2 separate regions of the Triticum aestivum genome follow, and region 1 is linked to region 2. A link is a contact called in public Hi-C data. All regions are on one chromosome and are shown on one strand. Each heading gives the region's core, a stretch centred on a gene start, on an enhancer-like site or on the middle of the called end of the contact. The rest is flanking DNA. Distances are from core to core; before and after follow the strand shown.

Region 1 (4,885 bases), core at 2,031-4,530, 330 kb after region 2:
CCACGAGCGGAGCTGCCCGAGGTCGCCGGTGACATGCCTGGTGTCACTGCCAAAGGAGTACAAGCTGCCTGCTCCATGGCCGGAGAGGAAGGAGAAGGTGAGGGGGTCGAGCATAATTGGATGAAAAATCATGATGTTTTCCTCCTTCTGCTTTACTAGGTTGTTCTTGTGTGTCTGAACTCTGAACTGTCGTTATGCACTTGTCTCTGCAGATTTGGTATGGGAATGTTGGGCATCCTAGACTGTCGAGCTATGCCAAGGACCACAGCTGGCTGAATCGGACCGGCGAGCACCTGGTGTTCCCGCCGGAGGAATCGGAGTTCAAAGGCGGCGCAAGACATTATATCGACACGATTGATGAGGTAACAATTGGTGGATCTTTTACATTTGCTGTTAGTTGTATGCAGAAACCAGAAAGAGCTCTAGCACTAAGACTCAGTTACAGTTTACTAGTGGGAAATGATATTAAATCAATTTCTGCACATTGCTAACTGATTGAACACTAAATAAGTGCAGTAACAAATTTGTGGATCATGTAGCAGAAGTGTGTGATTATAAATGTGAATATGGAACAAATTATTTGGGAAATCTATGCACACAGCTCTGTTCTTTTTAAAGATTGAACCATTTTGCGTGAAGACAATTAATGTCTTAGCTGTGATCTGCTCAGATGATTTTCATCTTTTGTCTCTTGGTTAATGTGTCGATAACTTTCCTGATTTTTGGAAGGTCATTCCTATGTGGTTTCATCAACTGTGAAATCATTTACCACACTGAGTGTCCTGGTATATGGATTCAAAAATTTAGTTCTTACACAGTAATTCATAATGGAACAAATTAGTTGACTTTGGCTAAAACTTAATATGGAACATTGTTTACATTTTTTATAATTGAAATACAAATATTTTTATATTTTGTACTATTACTTATTGTGCTTAACACAATTTATATGATATTTTGTTTGTCACGCAGATGGCACCTGATCTTGACTGGGGTAAAAATATTCGCATAGCATTGGACATTGGATGCAAAAGTGCTGGGTTTGGAGTTGCTCTACTCGAGAAGGATGTGATTACACTGTCATTAGGCCTTACAAATGACCAGACAGACCTTGCACAAGTTGCCCTTGAACGCGGCATCCCTGCAACAATTGGCAGTCTGGGATCAAGAAGATTACCCTTTCCTAGTGGTTCATTTGATATTATCCACTGTAGTGAATGCAACATACCATGGCATTCTAATGGTATTTACATGCTGCTTCGTTCCTCTCTTTTAGACCCAGCATGCCACTATCCTGCGTTGCTCACATCTTGAACAACATTTTGTATTGTATGGATTAGGTGGAAAGCTTCTCATAGAGATGAATAGGATCCTTCGCCCAGGAGGATACTTCGTTATATCGAGCAGACATGGTGACCTCGAGAGTGAAGAAGGTATGGCACGTTACTGTGTGTGTGTGGAGAAAAGGCTGGAATCTGCTGAAATACCGATGTCATTATAAACGAACAAGCATGTAAAATATCACGACTTTCATGGGGCCATTACTGGCCTTGTTATGTTCTATTTCGCCCAATGTTTATGTTTTAAATGTCTTGATGAACTTTACAGGAATATCAGCTTCAATGACCGCGGTTTGTTGGAACGTAATAGCTTACAACAGTGATGATGTCAGCGAGCTTGGAGTAAAGATATTTCAGCGACCAGCCTCAAATGACGAGTATGACCTGAGAGCAAAAAAAGATCCTCCATTTTGCAAGGAAGAGCAAAACAAAGCTACTGCATGGTAACTAGGACACTTGGATTAATCACTACGGTGTTTCCTGAATTATCATGTACACTGGAGTTTGTTTGGCTTGTGAAACTGAAACGTTTGTTTTCCTTTGTAGGTATACTCCAATCAAGCATTGCCTGCACAAAGCTCCTGCTGGTATCGAAGAAAGAGGCAGTGAGTGGCCTGAGGAGTGGCCCAAGAGGCTCGAGACTTTTCCTGATTGGCTCGGGGACCTGCAAACAAGGGTGTCTGCTGATCATAGCCACTGGAAGGCCGTCGTTGAGAAATCGTATCTGGATGGCTTGGGTATTAACTGGACAAATATCCGAAACGTGCTGGATATGAAGGCTGTATATGGAGGGTACGCTCTCCATTCTCAATTTCACATTTCCCAGTATATAAATTGAATTTCTCTTACTTATATGCGTGTTTCCTTGCAGATTTGCTGCAGCTTTGTCGTCTGAAAAAGTTTGGGTCATGAATGTTGTCCCCGTGCATGCCCCAGACACCCTACCTGTAATCTTCGAGCGCGGGCTGGTCGGTGTTTATCACGACTGGTGCGAACCATTTAGCACATATCCAAGGTCGTACGATCTTCTTCATGCCGACCATTTGTTCTCACGCTTGAAGAACAGGTATGTTTGTCGAATGAAGTACCCTCGCTTGAACTTTGACGGTCTATAGTTTTCGGTGTGCTTACAGTGTTTGATGTGACATGCTGACATGACCTGAACAATGCAGATGCAAGGAACCTGTCTCGATTTTGGTCGAGATGGACCGGATCCTGAGACCCGGAGGGTGGGCCATCATCCGGGAGAAGCTCGAGATCCTCGACCCGTTGGAGGCGATCCTGAAGTCGCTCCACTGGGAGATCGTGATGACCTTCAGGAAGGACAAGGAGGGCATCATGTCTGTAAAGAAAACAACGTGGCGACCGTGAACTATCGCGTTATATCACAAGGCGCACATTTTCTTGATGTGGTACAGACATAGTTTTGATGCTCCTGGTTGTTGATCTGGGTTGAAGGCACCCGATTCGTTCATTTGTTGGCTTCCACGACCATCTACTGCGCACACACGCGCGATTGCGACAGTGTTACTCTTGTCAGTTCTGTCTTGGACAGCATCCAGCTTTAGGTTCAGAGTAAGTGCTGGATGGGTCGTGTAAACAGGGCTGCGCTGTGCTGTTTCTGAACATTGTATTGTAACAATGTGTAAAAGGATGTAAAGCTTGTGAACGTTGTAAATGAATTTATACAAGGATGCAGTAGAAGAGTTGATGAGTCATTCGGTGTGCTTCTGAAAGTGCGACAACAATGCAAAAATTGCAAAAGATCGTCAGACTTTGGGACGCTTTTCTGAAGTTTGACGTGCACGGCGTCTCAGTTTCAGTTTCAGTTTCAGTTTCAGAAAGAAGAGCAAACCCCAACCGCCTCGCGCGGCGCGCAAGGGCACAGCAAAACCCACCAAAGCCGGAAGCCAGCCTCCCCCTCCCCACCCACCAAACCCCAGCCCGCCGCCGCGATGCCCCCCTCCCCGGCGGCCGCGGCCGCCTCCGGCACCTCCCACCTCGCGCTCCTCCTCCTGCTCTCCTCCTCCTCCCTCTTCTTCCTCTACAAGTCCATCACCCTCCGCCGCCTCCGCCGCACCCTACGCCCCTCCCCATCCCCATCCTCCTCCCCCGCCCCCGCCGCCGCCGCCGCCCCGACCCTCCTCTACGCCTCGGCCACGGGCACCTCCAAGGCCCTCGCGGCGCGCCTCTCGGCCCGCCTCGCGGACGCCGGGCTGCCCGCCCGCGCCACCGACGCCGCCGCCTTCGACCCGGACGACCTGCCCTCGGTCCCGCTGCTCCTCCTCGTCCTCCCCACGCACGACGCCGGGGCGCCCCCGCCCGGCGCCGCCTTCCTCGCGCGCTGGCTCGCGGAGACCGCCGCCGACTTCCGCGCCGGGGCGCTGCTCCTCTCGGGCCTCCGCTTCGCCGTCTTCGGCGTCGGCTCCCGCGCCTACGGCGACACCTTCAACGCCGCCGCCAGGAGCTTCTCGCGCTGGCTCCGCGCGCTCGGGGCCGTCGAGGTGCTGCCCGTCGGGGAGGGCGACGTGGATGAGGGGGACCTCGATGACGTCTTCGAGGAGTGGTGCGGGAGGGTGCTCAGGGTGGTCAAAGGGGAGGAGGTTGAGGAGGACGGAGTCGATGGAGAGACCAATGGGTTTGATGGGCTGGAAGGGGAGGAGTCCGATTATGATGACGATGATGAGGAGGAAGAGGAGGAGGAGGTGGCTAGTGGGGAGGTTGACATGGAAGACATTGCCGGCAAGGCGACAGCAAAGAAGCAGAATGGGAAGGTGGAGGGTGCTTTGCCCAATGGAGGGCAGAACGGCGCGAGGGCCATGGTCACGCCCATAATCAGGGCGAGCTTGGAGAAACAAGTGAGCATCAACTTGTTGTTACATTCTTTCTGTTATACTACATAATAATGCTCTTGACTGCATATGTAAAAGCGCTTCAACCTGAAATTTTGAAGAGTCCTATGATGCCTAATGAAAATAGAGTATTGCCAATTCTGCTCTTTTTTTATAATCTATGCTTACCTGACATACATCACTGGTAAGAAACTAGAGTAAAATTTTAAGATCTCTGTGGGCTGAGGCAGTTTTTAAGCATAGCTAGGCAGCAAATAAATTAGTTCCCCTCTAAATTTATCGAACTAGTATATGTCGTGCTAGTGAAAATAATGGTTCGTGTAGATACTTAGTCTGGCAATTTGCTATGATAGAGTGAGATTGTTGAAGCAACTGCCAAGTAATCAACCAAGCATCTTCATGGAACTTTCGATTAGGATCTAAGACAACTTTTCCTGATCCCAAACTGATGTTGGTTAACACAAGGGTTGTGTATGTACTCAGATCTCTGTGGTCCTTGCCTATAAGGTAGAATTCTCCACCTGTTTAGATGGGATTAACAATTTACAGTTGTTTTCTGTAGTTTATGTGCTTCGTCTTTATATTTTCATTCTACATATTGCAATCTAGTGCCCTATTAATCAATCCCTGTGGTTTTTTTCCAGGGCTACAAAATTGTTGGTTCTCATAGTGGGGTGAAGATTTGTAGATGGA
Region 2 (4,846 bases), core at 397-2,896:
GTCCTTCACAAAGAACTCCGCACTTCTGTAATAAACAGATATTCACTTGATAGTATGAACCTTTTGCTACTACATTAGTGCAGAAATTGGTGATCCTTCCTAAGATAAATAGCAGTAACTAGCACAAAATTCTTTGGTTCAGAGCAGCAACAAATTTCACGCATTTATACTACCGAACAAAATTCATGGTCCAAATCATGGACTATCCCAGGTGGGAATATTGCTCAAAAGTCGAAGCAGGTAAAGACATGATGTTGGTACTGTGTTAAATGCAACTATTAAGTTACTTTGAGGCAACCATGAAATCCTAGACACGACAACAGACCCCAAGTATCTATATCAAATCTGAAATCACATAAAATGGGAGAAGTAACTATTGACATCAACCTCCTCAGGGTAGTTGAGATCCTTCACGAGCTTCTCAATGGTGCCATGGTAAGCAAGGGCCTCAAATGTCTCAGGCTTGTACTGCGCAAGAGTGTAGTCCATATCAAATCCTACTGCGGTGATGTTCCTCATGTTGAGAGACCTGTTGCAGAATATCTGCTTCCCGATGGAAATGCTTCTCGGCTCCACCGACGGTGTTGACCAGATTGCCCCCGTTGAAGCTGGCTCCACAGCGCCGGTATCCATCCTTAGAGCACTGCAGCCTGATACGAGGTGAATAGAACAAAGTACGTCAGAGATATCACACTGTAATTCAGTGATAGAACTCCGTGTTTCAACCAGGAATTAACAAAGGTCGGTGAAACTGTGAAAGTCTAGTGATTGACCGATCAATGAACGTGGCATGACTACCATAACGACACGATCAGGAAACAGGATTTAAACTGCATAATTCAGACAAACTGAAACGAAGTCCAGAGTATATAAGTTAGCAGCTCAGAAAAAGGGCTGATCAGCCCATACATACGAATCTCAAAATCTCATCGTAAACAGATACGAACCACGAAATTCGTTAAGACGGGCACGAAAGCAGAGCAAAGCATACGCGATTATGCTTCAGCATTCGCCCATGGACCGGAAACCGAATTGGGTTGCCCCTCTACAGCCTAGCAGGACTGGCCTCGGATCAAAACCAACGTTCTCGTATTTAATTCAAGAGCGCCAAAATTAGAGAGGAACGGCCAACGCAGGCATCGCTAAAATTAAGCGTGCCGCCGCGAAACCGACACACACACCAAAAACGCCCCGAATCAAACGAATGCTCGTCAGAAGCGCGCACCTCTGGGGCCCGAGGCCGAAGCGGCGGGGGAGGAGCACGAGGCGGGTGACGACGACGAGGAGGAGGAGGAGGCGAAGAAGAGGAGGAGCGGAGGCGAGAGGGGCGCGAGGCGTAGCGCGGCGGCGAGCGGCCTCCTGGAGAGCATGTCGCTGGGCCTTAAATAGGCGAGCGGGGGTGGTGCGGGTGAGGGGGATGACGGGACGCTGTTGGGGGAGAATAAATGGCGTGGGGGGAATCCGAGGGGGTGGGAGCACCGCCGCGCGGCGGCGCCATCTCACCGGAGGGCGGGCATTGGGCGGCGGGACAAGTGGCGCGGGGGATCGGGTGCGGTGCGGTGCGGATTCGGATGCCGCGTGCGTTGGAAGCCAGCAGCGACCGCGGGCGACGGAGGGAGGCGGGGGAGCGAGTTCCGGGCCGGGGCGAAGGGAGGTGGGGGCTGGGCTGGGGGCCGCGGGGCAATAATGAGGTCGGTTCGGTTCGTTCGTGGGTGAGAGAATAACGGAACGGGTGGTGCGGCTCCGCTTCCGCCTCCTGGATGGGATTTTCCTCCGGCCACACGCGCGCTCGCCCGCCGGCCGCCGCTCATGCGCGCACGAGCCGGATTTCGTCGTGCTTATCGACACGTGGATAACTTGGATATTTTTTTGGCAACTGCATAACAAAGTTCATTGGAATTTTTGAACCGCACTCGATGTGAACGTCTTCTTCCACTAAACAAATATCGTCGCAAAGCCTGAAATGAATCCATAAAAATACGAGCACCTGTGTCAAATCTTCAGAACTTAACCATCTAAGACAGACTCAGTTCGCAAATTCTTCAGAGCTTTAAATGTAGAAGTGTAGGTTATTCTTTCAGTGTGAGACGGTTGTCTTAAAGCCCTACAGCTTCGATTCTGTTTTCGGTAGGTGTTGTGTGAATGTGTGCGTCTATGGTGTAATCGTTGTTGTTTTTAAACAAAATATAGGGAAACGTGAAACAAGATATACCAAAATGTAAGAACTTTGGTAACCAATAAATGTCAGATTTTTTTAAGAACCCAGCGAACGCCTTAGGAGTTAGGACCGTTAGATCCCGACTGAACGCATGTCACTAACTCTGCGCATCGTGGCAATTTTTCTACCATTTTTTGCACTATACTGGCAATTTTCGCTTTAGAGCATGGAAAATCTCTTACAGACAACATGAAAATTTTATCTTCTTTTGGCAATTCTAGGTGTTCGTCGGGAAATGTTAAAAAAAATCTTAAGTCAGCTTTTAAACATTTCCCAAACGTAATAGCTGAATTTGCACATATAGATCACACAGGCTCAACACTTGTGCGTTGCTAAGAACAAATTCCTCTACCAGCCATGTCATGTCGAGTCATCTCAACTTTGGTACTCGCTACTCGATAGCGATGACACCTTTTATACTCAATAGACTCAACATCTCACATACTACTTTGCAACAGATTTTATCTACTACCATTATAAAAGAAAGAGAGAGAGACAGATCCAAACAATCCCACCCATCCATCATTAAAATCTAATGGCCCTTAATCATTCTGTGTTTAACGCTACCAATCACGCAACAAGGCACGATCGATCGCTAATCGCCCCGCATTAACAAAACCGATCGCCCGCACGACCTCCACCTTCTCCTCCCGCACGACCTCCTCCTCCTCCCGCGTCGTTCGCCTCCCGCAGCCTCGCGCCGAGCCACGGGAAGCCGCGCCCTTCACCGCCGCCTCGCGCCGCCGGAGCCACGGGAAGCCGCCGCAGGTCGCCGGGAGCCCGCCCCCGCCGCGCCGTTCGCCGCCTCCCCAGCCGCGGGAGCCCGCCCCCGCCGCGGGTTGCCGCCTCCCCAGCCACGGGAGCACGCCCCCGCCGCGGGAGCCGTCCCGCCGCGGGTCGTCGCCTCCCCAGCCACCGGAGCCGCCCCGCTGCGCCCTTCGCCGCCTCCTGCAGCCGCCGTCGGTCGCCGCGCCCGTCGCCCCGGGAGCCGCCCCATCGGAGCCGCCGCCCGTCGCGCGCCGGGGGAGCCCCGCCGCAGGAACCCGGCACCCCCTCGCCTCTCCAGTGCCTGCCTCGCCTCCCTCACGCGAACCTGCTCTACGCGCCGCCCCTCATCCTCGGCGGCGAGAGGTACGCGGGAGCTGCCGCCGCCGCCGCTGCCAGGGGCGTGGACGCGTGTGGGCCTACTGTCGGCGTACGAGGTCGCGCCTGAGCCTGCGGCACGGTGGCGCGGGGCCCTCCGCCGCCAGTTCCCTGCCGGTTCGAGATCCCCCATTGCTCTCCTGCCTTCCGTCGTTGGTCTTCCTGCTACCAGCCCCGCCCTTCTCCGCCCTATCTCCAAGACAACGTTCTGCTCCATCCGTTGGTAAGTAGCGACCATGTCATCTCTTCCCCTTTCAATCCCTATAGTACTTTTCCCATGGTGTTTTTCGATGGTGATGAAACTCAGGCGCCCATGACCACCGTGTTTCTTTTCCTTTTATTCCTTGGCCGTAGTTTTCATGAATCGCAATGGTTTTCATTAGCTGTAAGCATGTAACTGATAGAGTAAGGCATGGCTGTTTGCTTTGATCAAATCCAACCCCATTATCAAATGAAATGCTAGGAGAAAATAAGTTGGTAGCACTTCTCTTTTTCCAAAAGAGCTGGCATGCTGGGCAGCAGTGCTCTTTTGGTTTTGCTTAGCTGCAGGATAAAATGATCACCCAGTTAGTCACGGGCTCATGGCTGGGTTAAATGTATTCAGAAGAAGAAGTCTCTGACCGCCACACACCTGTCGTCGACCAGCACATCAGGTAACCCACCCGCTGTCCACCATTGGATTCAGTTTCGCCTTCAAACTGCGTTTATGCATAAATTCAGAGTCACGGAATAAAAATGCTTCTTTGTTGTGATAATCTAAAATTTCCAAAGATTTATTCCAAGTGATTCTCCAGATTTGTCCCCTCGGAGTAGTCAATTCTTTGTTGTAGACAAGATGGTACTCCTCGGAGTAGAAGTTGATGTACTGTAGTCATCTTCAAGTGCTGGTAGAAGCTGATTTAGTCGATTCTTTGGAATAAATTGCAGCAAATTACAGTACGGCGCTGTTCAATACGAATTGGATTTGTTGTAAATTTTACAGGTTGACTAAGGTGCTGTTGAGATGACTACGCTGCTGTCAATTTAAATAAACCTGAATTGACTTTGGAGTAAAACAGGGTAGACTTCAACTTCAAACAATAGCAGTAAGACAATAATAGTGGCTTTTTAGGCTTTTTTTAGAGTGTGTTTCATGCTGGCCTACAATGATGAACTAGGGCTGGCTTATATTCTGTTTCTGAATTCGGTTGATGTGCAGATTTAACAAATTGCAGTAGGGCTGGACTTTTCATAGGTAGCAGCCTCAGTTTATCTCCAAGGGATTATTGTTCGCAGACACTATTGTAGCCATTTTGGGATATAGGGCTGGCCTTTTTCAACTGTAGGTTTTCACAAACAGTAGACATCTCAATACTTGCTTCTTGGAACAGCAACACACCAAGAATAAATTAACAGATCAACAAATGGTCCAGGAAACATAGCTGCTTGCTGGTATCTCCTGAATTTTGAACCAAAACAAGATCCAATTCATAAATGAACAAAAAC

What was found. Hi-C and Micro-C count contacts between places; a contact is called where the count stands out from the background.
Region 1: a contact with region 2 is called in a Hi-C map of leaf, with 7 times the contacts expected there. The contact joins the promoter of LOC123113472 here to the promoter of LOC123113467 in region 2. A contact is called at or near these places in 3 of 5 Hi-C or Micro-C datasets (all in leaf).

Annotation. Positions count from the first base shown.
Region 1 is chr5B:591,921,717-591,926,601 of IWGSC CS RefSeq v2.1, forward strand. It overlaps LOC123113472 (S-adenosyl-L-methionine-dependent tRNA 4-demethylwyosine synthase), which reads left to right and starts at 3,281. Exons shown (of 8, transcript XM_044534708.1): 1 at 3,281-4,198; 2 at 4,837-4,885. The coding sequence starts at 3,296. LOC123113471 (probable methyltransferase PMT28) reads left to right here. Exons shown (of 8, transcript XM_044534707.1): 1 at 1-97; 2 at 213-362; 3 at 973-1,243; 4 at 1,341-1,433; 5 at 1,609-1,783; 6 at 1,887-2,132; 7 at 2,212-2,355; 8 at 2,513-3,058. The coding sequence ends at 2,711.
Region 2 is chr5B:591,589,897-591,594,742 of IWGSC CS RefSeq v2.1, forward strand. LOC123113467 (5'-nucleotidase domain-containing protein 4) reads right to left here and starts at 1,647. Exons shown (of 17, transcript XM_044534701.1): 1 at 1,226-1,647; 2 at 388-650. The coding sequence starts at 1,370.